Linked DNA regions of Zea mays: all the other regions are linked to region 3. A link is a contact called in public Hi-C data. All regions are on one chromosome and are shown on one strand. The core of a region is the stretch at or near the end of the contact, and the rest is flanking DNA. Distances in the headings are between cores, read along the strand shown. Region 1 holds the start of LOC100382062. Region 2 holds the start of LOC100194142. Region 3 holds the start of LOC100273551 (U3 snoRNP-associated protein-like EMB2271).

What was found. A called contact is a pair of places that touch in the nucleus more often than the background predicts.
Region 1: a Hi-C map of leaf shows a contact between it and region 3, with 7 times the contacts expected there. The contact joins the promoter of LOC100382062 here to the promoter of LOC100273551 in region 3. A contact is called at or near these places in 6 of 25 Hi-C or Micro-C datasets (ear, endosperm, leaf and 1 more).
Region 2: a Hi-C map of leaf shows a contact between it and region 3, with 2.6 times the contacts expected there. The contact joins the promoter of LOC100194142 here to the promoter of LOC100273551 in region 3. A contact is called at or near these places in 2 of 25 Hi-C or Micro-C datasets (both in leaf).

The regions. Positions count from the first base shown.
Region 1 is chr1:257,550,843-257,555,041 of Zm-B73-REFERENCE-NAM-5.0, forward strand. It overlaps LOC100382062, which reads left to right and starts at 2,737. Exons shown (of 4, transcript NM_001174826.1): 1 at 2,737-2,955. The coding sequence starts at 2,897.
Region 2 is chr1:257,606,848-257,610,856 of Zm-B73-REFERENCE-NAM-5.0, forward strand. It overlaps LOC100194142, which reads left to right and starts at 1,764. Exons shown (of 2, transcript NM_001353169.1): 1 at 1,764-2,232; 2 at 4,001-4,009. The coding sequence starts at 1,806.
Region 3 is chr1:257,789,485-257,793,315 of Zm-B73-REFERENCE-NAM-5.0, forward strand. It overlaps LOC100273551 (U3 snoRNP-associated protein-like EMB2271), which reads left to right and starts at 2,529. Exons shown (of 7, transcript NM_001147969.1): 1 at 2,529-3,112. The coding sequence starts at 2,700.

The sequences.
Region 1 (4,199 bases), core at 1,487-3,986, 240 kb before region 3:
TCGTAGCATACCCAATTAAAGGGTTCATACCAGAGCATGAAACTGTTAAGGAGTATCCAAATAAATTAATGATATAGTTTATATTATATCATATTATTTATATAGTAGAATCTAAATAAAGATGTTTATATAGCAGAATTTAAAAATAGATAGTGGAGGTAAAAGGTCAGCTAACCTTGGATCCACTCTCATCTGATCCCGATGGATCACTTCAACCGGTACCAACTCTACCTGGTTACAGTTTTTCTTTGGCCATAATCTTTGTGAAAAAAACTAAAGTTATGCATCTTCTACCAACCACATGGACGATTAAATTAAAGAAAGTAAACGTACTTACTAACATGGAGATAGAGGAGAATGATTGTATATGTCAAATGGCATCTCTGTCCCGTGTCCCCCGTTTAAACATCATACAACGGGCACATAGCTTCCTACATTCGATATACAGTACTCTAGCCATTCCAAATTATTTCGATATACAGTTAGGGGTAGTAATGGATTACGATTTAAATGATTCTTCATAATAAGTTAGGGCTCTTAATTAATTATAGTTCAAAAATAAATAGAAATAGATCTCGATTCTAATCCAATTTGATTTTAAATTTTATAGTGTAAAAATCTATATTACATTAACACCCCTATATACGGTACTCTATCCAATTCGATTCTCAAAGCATATCAAGTTAATCAAAATTATAAAAGTAACTATAAAAATCTACAACATCAAATAGATATACTATAAATATAATTGATATAGAATCTAACAATACTTATTTAGTATCATATATTATTCTATCATAGAAATTTAGTCAAACTTAAGATATTTTAACTGTTAAAAAAATAAAATTTAAGTGTATTTTTTTTTGTTATCGCATATTAAATTGAATCATATACATAGATAAAAATTATTAGTTTTATAAGGTTACATAAGTATAGTATAAAAACATATCTTAATCTAAAGATACTTATCTAGTGTCGATTTTTTATTTATACTAGTTAGTTGATGTTAAGATATTTTAATCTGTTAGAGTTTTTTTAAAATTTATTTTATATATCATCATTTAGAGAGTTATCTGGATTAAAAAATCCCGTTTTATGTAGCTTTGCAGTCCCCGTGATTTGTTTTTTCTAGAGAAATTCCGTAATAAACGATGGCTATAGCATCTAAACCTCTATTCCTGACCAGCAGAAAACGGAGTTGCGGACGGAGGACGGGAGGAGTAGGTTACTTGTATCTATAGCCGGTGCAGCTTTTTGCTGCTTCCCGCTGATGGTCCCGTTTCTCTCTCTTTGCTGCTGGTGTTGTGTTGGTTTGTGCTTTGCAGGCTGTACCTGTACTGTACCCTGCAGCGCCGGCCTCAACCGATCACAGAACAGGGAAAAAGAAAATACTTAGCCACATCATTATTTCCTCATATTTTCCGGGAAATATGGGCTGTAAATGTTTATATGCTTTTCTTTTTTATTATTATTACAGCTCTTTGAAGCAGCAACCAAGAGCACAGGGGCACGCACAGTCACAGCCTCACAGGGCAGGGCGCAGACAGACACAGAACGGCAAAGTCCAGGACAAGACGCACTTTCCAGCTCCTTTGTGGCTTTGTCCACGACGGTCGACGGGAACCACCTGAAACCTGATTTGGTGATCCACCAGGGATCACGGAGGACCGGGAGAGCGTGTCGAGGGGAAAATTAGTTTAATTTTTTTTGTTAATCTCTTCTAATATCTGTGATCACTCTGTCACCAAATAAACCGAATCGAGAATTTTTTTTTAAAAAAAACCGTCCCACAACGGGACAGTCGATGAAGCGGTGGGCAATCCTGAAACCCACACCGTAACCCCATCTGCACTGCACTGCAGCGTACTGTAGTAGTAAACAAAAGCCTGCGAATCTCTGTGCGCGCGGCCCCATATCTCCAGAACTTGTATTAATGCGCCTCAATTACTCCACCCTCCTTCCGCTCACGCGACTGCGTCCACGGTCCAACACGCATCTCATCGGCCGTTTGCGTAAACTGAAAGTGTGTGTTTCTCCTCCATCTTCTCTTCCGTCCGGAGGCGATTTTGCAGGCTTGTTTCCCGTTCCTTCTCTACCGCGTTTGGGCTTGCGGTCCTTTTGCACTTTTCTGCTCTACGGCAGGACTAGCAGCATCCTGTTGACCTGGCCGACTACTGACAGATCAGATCAGATCAGCCTCAGGCTCCTCAGACGGACGGCGTTGTCTTCTTCCCCACCCCGCAGCCTTTTTTGCTTGCAGCTTACTAGTATAATTATTATGGCGTCCTCTGTCTCTGCGTGACCGTGTCCCTGTTGGCCTGTTCTCCCCACCCCCAAACGAATCCTCCTCCCCCACGGAAACAGAGAGAGGACGACGATTCTTCTTAATGATCCTACTAGTTAAGAGCACTCAAATCCTCCACATGTAGACGAGGGACGGTGAAGACATAATAGTAGAACCTGCCCCACCTGCCTCCGTCGTCAAGTCGAAGGAGACGAGCCGCGCCGCTCCTGCTACTCCCACTCTCCCCAGCCCCCACTGCCTGTGCCTCTGTCTGCAACAGCAACCCACATCCACCTCCTCCTCCTCTGGTCCTCTCCCCTCCCGCGCTCCCGCACTCCTCTGTGCTGTTCTGTGACCACCCGGGCATTAACTGCCCGCATTGGTGGTTTCCTGGGGCGGGGTGGTTGGATTAGGTCGCTTTGCTGCTGCCCGCCCGAAAGCAGGGTTGCAAAGCCCACCTCCGCCCTTTCGGGCAGAAAGAGCCAGAGAGAGAGAGAGAGAGGTCGGGGCCGGGGAGCACACACCCATCACCCATGGCCTGACTGACCTCCGGACTCTCCCTGCTTCCGTCCACGCCGCGGGCCGCCCAGCTGACTGCTCCTGCCCTCCGCCATGGCGTCCGTCAAGCTCGGCTCCAAGCCTGACGCCTTCAAGCGGCAAGGCCAGGCATGGTAAGTTCTCTCTCTCTCTCTCTCCAGTGCTTTCCTTACCATCTTCCCGAGTTTCCTTGCGGGCGGGTTTTCCTGGACGGGTTAACCGGGCCTCCGTTACCCTGCTCTGCTGCTTCCTCCGCGCTCCTCCTACCTGCTGCTGCTGATGCCTCGGAATTCGGGGGGTTCCGGATGGGTTTACTGTTCCTGCTCAAATCCGTGTGGATTTTGCACGGCCACGTCCCGAAAATGCCACAGGTCAGCTGGTTCGGAGACCGTACCGCACGACGCCGTCGCCGCGGCTCCTCCTGGGGTGCATTTGTTGCGCGTCCTGAACCTACCGTGACGAGGGCATTCTCAGGCCTTGCAGTTTTGCAAGGCTGCTGCCCGTCCGTTCAGTTCTTCTGTAGTATAGTAGTTATGTATCTTTGTGTGTGTGTGTGCATCCCGAGTTTTCTCTGCTGTCGTATTACCTTTCAGTTTTCCTAGTAAATTATTGGGCTTGCTTGTCCTGTTCCCACTCTTCTAATCTTCTGCTCGCGCCCAAGCATGGAACCAGAACTCTGGGAGCAATGGGTATTTCTTCTTCTTTTTTTCAAATTGCTGGTTGCATTTGGTAGTAGGGTACAACACCGTACACGTGGGCCTCTCTGGTTAGGGGCACTTGGATCCAAGTCCTTGAGATTCGGTTCAAAATTTGAACTATCAACACACATAGGAGTGCGAACTATTCCCAGAGCATCAGCATCCTCCTTGTCAAACCGGGCCCTTTAAGTGTCTGCCAGAATTCAGAACTCAAAGTTTTGCCTGCATTGTGGGCTCCTGCAACTATGCTTTTGTTTTAATCTACATGTCTCATGTCCAACTGAGAAATACTCGTCTAGCGGCTGTTGGCAGCATTTGCTATTATCCTTTTACAAGCACAAGAAATAGGGTTCGTATATTTCGTGGCTAGCGGTTTTAGGTACCCTGCATGAGTGCCTTATTGTGCATACTAAATGCATTTAAGCGTGGTGGGTGCAGTTGATCACATGTTATATCGACAGAAATTCTTGTTAATTAGAGTTGACTGCTTCAGCCAATCGTTTATTGGGTGGGCCTCATGGATCCACATCACATCTAGTTGGCAGTGATATGTTATTGTTCCTAATAATGGATGCTGATGTAACTGTCATGTAATTATTTAGACATGAGTATTTTGGATTTGTTTTCGTTGTGCAAGTCAAAACCTTTACCTCATCAATCTCCTTCCAGCTGATTGCTCG
Region 2 (4,009 bases), core at 514-3,013, 180 kb before region 3:
GGCGCACCGGACACTGTGCGGTGCACCACCAGACAGTCCGGTGCTCCCAGACTGAACTGTCTTTGGCTGAACAAAGCCATCTCTTTTCCAAATTGATTTCTCCTGTTTCCAGTACTTAGACACAATACATTAGTCCTTAAAACAAAGTACTAAGTCTTAGAAACATACCTTGATGTTGATTTTCACTTTGTCCATCATTTGGCATAGATTAACACATGACTACTTGTGTTGGCACTCAATCACCAAAATACTTAGAAATGGCCCAAGGGCACATTTCCCTTTCATTAGGTCACTCACCGACTTCCATAATGTAGATGTAGGGCACCTTGAGCTAGCCCAAACTCTGGTCAAATAAATCTTTGCATCTCTCCATTGGTTTGACTCACACTTGTTCATATTGCATATGTATCTGTATTTCTACTTGTGCTACTTAGGTGTGGTGATTTGTATTTGCATGGACTGTGTAGAAGTGTTCACACATCTATATCATAGTCATCCATGAAATTGCATCGGCGTAGAAGAGGTGGGATGCTAAAAGCACATTTGTGCGCTGAACCTCGAAAGTTTCGAACAGGGGCCAACAGTTCTAACAAAGTAGCAAATCACATTTAGGAGCCATGCTTCAAAAGTAATGATTAGGGATCGAAACATTCGACAAAGGTGGCAAGGCCGCCATTACAACCCGACTTGGACAAGTTTGGGACCAAAGTTGGCTAGATTGGCTTCACACCTCGTCTAGGCTAGGTTTGAGTTAGTGTGTTGTGCTTTGTTTTTTTATATGTTGATATTTATGAAAACAATGTAGTGCATATTCACCACCTTATAAGCATTGAAGTTGTCCTTTTACTATTTGAAATGAAGGAAGTATAGCAATGATGGACTTTTCCTCCTGGCTCCTGCGAAGGTTAGGTGTTAAAGCGAGACCCTCGTAAAAGTGTACAACCAAGTCCTCTAGCTCTACCGATTGTTGACATTCCCAGATTGAATTTGGACCATCACAAGCATTTTCGAAAGCCTGCACAACCTCCAATGAATCATCTTCCAAAACAAATAACTATTTCCTAAACTTTAACATCGTTGAAGGCATCTTCACTGGAGTCTTAAGGGCTAATTTGGTAGAACTCATCTTGCTAATTCTTGAGCTTCGCTTCTTGATTCTCGATGAGGTAGCTCTGGTGAGCAGCGTGGGGGTTGAGAATCTATTATGAAGTGATTTGAATTGGAATTGAATGGGAGAGCAATTGGGAAATAGAGATGACTTTCTATAGCTCCTATATCTTAGGATTAATAAAGAAGTGATTTCCATCAATGAAATGGTTCAGTGTAACGAGCTGTTAAGTTGCTACATGTACACACCACACCCATGTACCTCATGTCACTTCATTGACAGCTTAAAACCCAGAGCTAGCTTTTCCATCGGGCGTTTTTTACTACCCCTCATATTTAAACCCTATCACGTATCAAATCCGTCTGAATACTCATTTAGAGAGTGTTTGGTTTGGAGAATTAATACATTCTAGATGAGGTAGTGTATCATGAGTTTATTCCACAAATTTGGTGGAATAAACTCAATCCTCGTATTATTACTAATTATAAGCCTATGAGAAATGAAATAGTGATACATCAACTCATTTCATTGCTTAAACCAAACAAAAAATGAGGAGTGAGAAGAAAATGATGTACCTAATTTCTCAAATCAAACGTTCCATTTTATCCTCTCCCTTTGGACTCCTATATAAACACACAACAGGAAGCAAGCCAACAAGAAGCCGGCAGAGACACACTGCACGCACACACAGACAGCCATGGCGGTCGGGGGCGATGCCAACGGCGGCGGCGGCGGGGTGCGTCAGCGCCAGCGCGGGTGTTCGTGCACCAAGGCGGACTTCTTCCCGGAGGAGTCGTTCTCGAGCTGGTCGGCGTACGGGCGGGCGCTGCGCAGCACGGGGCCCCGGCTGGCCGACCGCCTCACGTCGCGGTCGCTGGAGTCGACGGAGCTGCACGAGGTGCGCGCCCGCAGCGGCGCCGACATGAAGCGGGACCTCACGTGGTGGGACCTGGTGTGGTTCGGCGTCGGCGCCGTCATCGGCGCCGGGATCTTCGTGCTCACTGGCCAGGAGGCCAGGGAGGACGTCGGCCCCGCCGTCGTCGTCTCCTACGTCGTCTCCGGCGTCTCCGCCATGCTCTCCGTCTTCTGCTACACCGAGTTCGCCGTCGAGATCCCCGTCGCAGGTAAAACGCGCGCGCTGCACCGTACCTATCGCCATCATGCTTGCAAATTACATCACGCTGGAGAGTCAAGACTTGTACTTCTAAACAAAGCCCATGACGACGACATGATAATCAAACAATAGGTTGTCCAGCATTGCCTCTCGAGACAAAATAGCTCTTCGATCGACGTACTCGTATGATCCATTCCTCTCTGTTGATATGCCGAGTGATTCCTTTGCGTCTAGTGTTTGAAGCAAAAAAGAAGAAGAATCTATTAATTTTCCAAAAGATTCTTTCTCCCTGTTCATATCATCGTCATAAGAGATATGACAGCCTCCTTTTTAAAGAAATCCAAATCGGGAGCGGCTGGCCATGATTATTATTGTTGACCATATAAACTCTTTCCTTAGAAACAGTGAAATCCAAGGTAGGAATTAGGAAGGCTAAACCATTAACCATCTCCAAAGCTCGTAGGTTGAACCTCACCTCACCAATCAGATTCTATCTTGGGTCAATACAACAATGTCACTGCCATCACAGATTCACAGTGTGGCATGCACGTCAGCGTTTACTAGTCGTCTAAAGGTACTGACAAGTTGCTCGTTTTCTATCGTGGTTGATCAACGGTCAGCGAGCAGCGGTAGCTTTCTTTACTACAGTATATCTTCCTTTGTGTGTCCTGTCCGGAATTTCAAACTCGGACCGAGACTCACATGGGTAGATTTGATTTGAGTTGACATCTCCCTCATACAAACTCTTGCAAACAAAGCTAACGACGTTCTACTTTCAGAATTGGTGTATGAGTACGACACATGGGCACATGGCTCCTCTGGCCAACACCTTAATTCTTCCTTTCGATTTTTTCCCCCTTACTTCTTCACGAGTAAACAAAATTTGTGTGTGTTTAAGGTCTCTAGCGCCTGAGTTAGAGGTGTTTGAGTACACTAGATCTAATAGTTAAATGATTATAAAATTATTTGTGAAATTAGCTAGCTAGCTAATTATTAACTAGTTTGCTAAAAGTAGCTAATAGCTGAATTATTAGCTAAACTGTTTTTGATGCCTTGAGTTGATTTTAGCTCCTAACTACTTAGGAGTCAAGAGTTCGGACTTCACATCAGCAGGTCACAGTCTAACGAAACAAATCGATCAAATGGATGCTGATCGTTTGCCGAAAATTCTCTACTTTGACTAGGCAATGCGTTTCGCGTAGCAGAAAAGACTAGACAATTAACTTATATTTGGTTGACTTGACGGCTGCATCGTTCGTCAGTAGCCTCATGTACCCGTCCGGCTAGTTTACTTTGTCCCACAGAAAATGACATATGCATGCTTCGGCAGGCCCGCCTGCAACCTGCATATCGACCAGTTCTTCCTGCAACAAGTAGTCGTCCCTCCTTGTAGATTGATGCACAAACAAGTTCTTGTTTCTAGGGAAATAACTTAAGTGCTTTTTTATTAGGAAACCGTTTTTCATGATCTACTATTTGTTACTCCCTCTGTTTCTTTTTAGTTGTCGCTATATAATTCAATTTTGAATTGTCCAGCGACAATTAAAACGAAACAGAGGGAGTACAAAACAAAAGTTATCTCTTCCTACTCGTGATGAAAAAACAATAAAATAGCTTCAGCAAGCCTGTGTCTGAAAAAACCATGCAGTTACTAGCAAATGTAGCATGTGTTGCCTGTTGGATGCAACTAATCCGAGCTGGCAATGATTTTTGATTCCTCCGTTGGAGAAATGCAATGGAAATGGTGAAAACGAGTGCGCTGACGACGAATATGGCAGGTGGATCGT
Region 3 (3,831 bases), core at 1,279-3,778:
AAACTATCCACCAAAAAGATCTCAAGATTTTTTATTGATTGTCTCCACTCTCCGCATAATATTTTTTATTTGACTAACTGATGTTGTTTACTACATCCAATATGTCTTAGTACAACATAGACAATGAAAGAAGCGATTAGAAGAGAGTTCAAAACGACTGAATAAACAAACATAGATTATACAATGACATAATTCCACCATACAAAGACCAAATAAGAGGAAGTTTGTTAGCTCAAGTTTCTAAAATAAGTTACATAAACTCAAACCTATAAAAAAAGATATATCAAAATATGGAGTGGTTGCTAAAGTCAGGCGTCAATAAAAACTGAATGCTCTCCATACAAATTATGGTACTTCATAGCAATTACTAACGTTTAAAACCAATAAATCTTCCCTTTTACTGTTAGCGTGACAAATCATTGCTGCTCCATCCAATTCAGCAACCTCAAACACCATGGAGTCCATTGCGCCATTGTGGTCTCAGAAACGACCTAATGCATGCAAGAGCCAATAACACAAGGGACGAGCACCCTCTGGTAGTGCTCCCATGGATCTTCAAATCCTAACACATATTTTGCACGATTCATGAGCCATCATCAGAAGAACGCAAACCACATGCATACAATAAATAACGTATTAACACACCCAAATTATGTTCAGTCCTTAGCACAAAAAACTAACACCCAAAACAACAGAGGAACAACACAATATTTTTTGCAATGTCAGAAGGATGAGCGATAGGTACATAGAAGCAGTAGAAGCATACTGAGTCTACACCGTGGTAAGGGAAAAACCATGTAGACAGGCGATGCTGAGCCATCGAATGAGTACCATAGGAAGCAAATCAGGGACCCCCACCCCTCGCCTCCCCCACTTTCAATGTTTCGTAGAGCAGGAAGGGAAAGGAAGAGGTGGGCATACCTGTTCGTTGCTGGAGAAGGACACGACGAAAACCTTGGCATCTGGAGGCGACATAGGTAGTATACCGCTAGATATATATAGTGAGAGAGCACACAAGCGGAAAAAGAAGCCCAACCGGAGCAACTCCAAACCGAGAGGCACCCGCACCAGGCGTCAATCCAAGAAGGGCAAGAGAATGTGAGTGCCTTTCCAGCCCTGGACCCGCCGAGGCGACACAACACCACCACCACTCTATCATATGTCGACTGCTGCCGCGCTACGGACCTTGGTTGTCTAATATCTCAGACTTGGACTCCTCACCGCCAAGATAAACTAAGCGTGGCAGGCGCCACCGCATCCTCCTCGACGGCACACACGGAGAAAGGCTGGGAGCAAGATCGACTCGCCCGTACCCGTGTCAACAAGTGTCGGTCGGCTCGTGGCTGCGACCATGGGCGGGGGCAGTAGGCTGGGGAGGAAGAACAAAGCGAAGGCCGGGAAGACGAATGGGACGTCCGACGACGGGCAAAAATGATGGTGCACGAATGCTGTGAAACGTCCTCGTGGACGCGCAATAGCCACTACGCGGGCCGGTGTTGGAACTGGTGTCGGACGAAAATAGGGAGGAGGCGCCTGCTCCCATGCCCTCTGCCGAGAATGGGGTAGCACGGAGGCAGAGGCATGAGGGGAGAGAGAAAAGAAGCAGAATGACGAACGAGATGATGACAACTGAGGCAAAAATCATCGTTATCGTGCAGAGGTATAAATGATCAAATGGGTTGTGTCTGACAGACTGACCCTGGGCACGACCCATTTAATAGTGCCTGGACCAGCCCGGCACGAGCGTCGTGCCGTGCTTGGGCCGTAGCCTCGGTCCATAGTGCTGGGCCGACCCGACACGATTATATATTTTTATTTATAAAAAATCGTATATACATATGTACAATTTATATTCAATATTAAAAACATATAAGCATGATGTTCTACTGGTTAAACGTCTTCACTCAATGTCTCCTGCCCTCCTTCCATCAGGGCGTTGGTTCGAACCCCACATCCTGCATAACGAGTCGACCCGGCACGGTCAGCAGGCCGCCGTGACGTGCCTGGGTCGAAGCTGTGGGCGTCGGGCTTAGCGGGCCCGTGCCGAGCCGCCCGTTTGGCCATCTATACGCGGAGGTGTGGTTTGTGACGTGGATGTTGGTTGCGTAGAGGGGACAGACGTGCAACGGGTTAATTTAAAATAGAAGTAAGTGATTATTTGTAAAAAGATGACGCAGAACGACTATTGAAACTGATGTTTTAATATAGTAGAGATAGAGACAGAGATATATAATTTTTTAATAAACATAAATATAGGGCCGCCCGAAAACCTAATTGCAGCATTTGATTCATTTCGCATAGGCCGTCGCCATGTTTGGCACAACTGCTACTTGTTGAAAAAGCAGCTTATCTGATAAGTTGGTGAAAATCATCTTCTGCTTGTTGACTGCTTAATGTATTCTGAGAAGCAGCTAAACTGATAAGCTACTGAAGCTGTCTGTTTGGTAGAACTTCTGCTTATATTTGTGAATAAGCTGAAAATAAGTTGCGACAAAGATGGCCGCGTTTTCGGTCACTCCGCTACTGTAGTACTGTCTTAAACCCTCGTCTTTCCGCCGCCCGTCGCTTCGTTCCTCGCTTCCCCCCACAGGCCCACACTCTCGCCGTCTCGCGCGCATCACGGCGGCGGCGAAGCACCGCGTGGCCCTCCACCTAAGTCCTAGCCCAAGCGTAAGCGATCGCTCTCCCCATCAGCCACTATGGCGCCACGCCCCCGCAAGCGGGCCTCGCGCCCCAAGCCCCGCCCGGGCTCCCGACGTGGCGGCGGCGGAGGGGACGACGATCCCTTCTTCGAGTCCGAGCCCAAGCGCCGCCGTGGAGGCCGTGACGAGGACATCGAGAGCGAGGACAGCGACGACGATGGCGTGGCTGCGTTTGGGGGCGGATTTGATGAGGATGGGGACGAGCGCGGTAGGGAGGAGGAGGACGAGGAGACGGTGGGGGAGAAGAAGATGCGGATGACGAAGGAGTGGCTGAAGAAGGTCACTGAGGTCGCTAAGAGGGGGCAGGAGGATGACGACGAGGACGAGTCGGGAGGGAGACGGGTGGCGGAGATCCTGCAGAGAAAGCAGCTTGAGGAGAGCGGCAGGAAGCGGAGGGAGATTGCTGCGAGGTTAGAAACAAATTACCCTCCAGTTATCTCCAGAATGGTAGTTTGTCAGATGTATCTGTTTATGTGCGAGTTTAGTATATTTACCTGCTCCACTACCATTGAGTAATTCATTTGGGGTTTGCAAGTAACCACAGCTCGTAATTTCACAAATGGAGGAACATAACCTCTTTTGGTTCAGGGTAGTGATTGGAGTGGAGCTCTTTAGCTACTGGTTAATTCCTTTTGAAGCAAATTACATTGCAACCCTGCCATTGGGGTTGGGAAAGGGGGCTACAAGTCAGTGCTAAGAATAGGAGCACCATTTGTGTCCCAGGGATTAATTATATGAAAATGCTGGTCTCTAGTTTGGACTATATTAAACACAACTATACATCAGGCGACGGAAATTTGTGAAATTTCAGGTGATGGCACAACAAGGCACATCAATTTCGAGCAGTGGCTGGTAGGGGTTAGACTTTTGGGTTTTCAGGCTACTGGGTGATTCTGGCTTAAAAAGGGGCAGATGGATCGTTGAGGCAGGGTGCTGCCAGCCAAGAACATAGAGGGGGAGGGAGGGAGGCTTTGGTTTCATGTTTGATTCGAATCAGACAGTTCCTACACATCCCCTGAGAAGTGAAAAACTAGGTGCGTGTATTGTAGCAGGTCCCTGCTGATCTATAGAACGAGGGGCAACTTCAATACTTTGAGGAATACTGAAATATTACCAGGAAACCATAGAG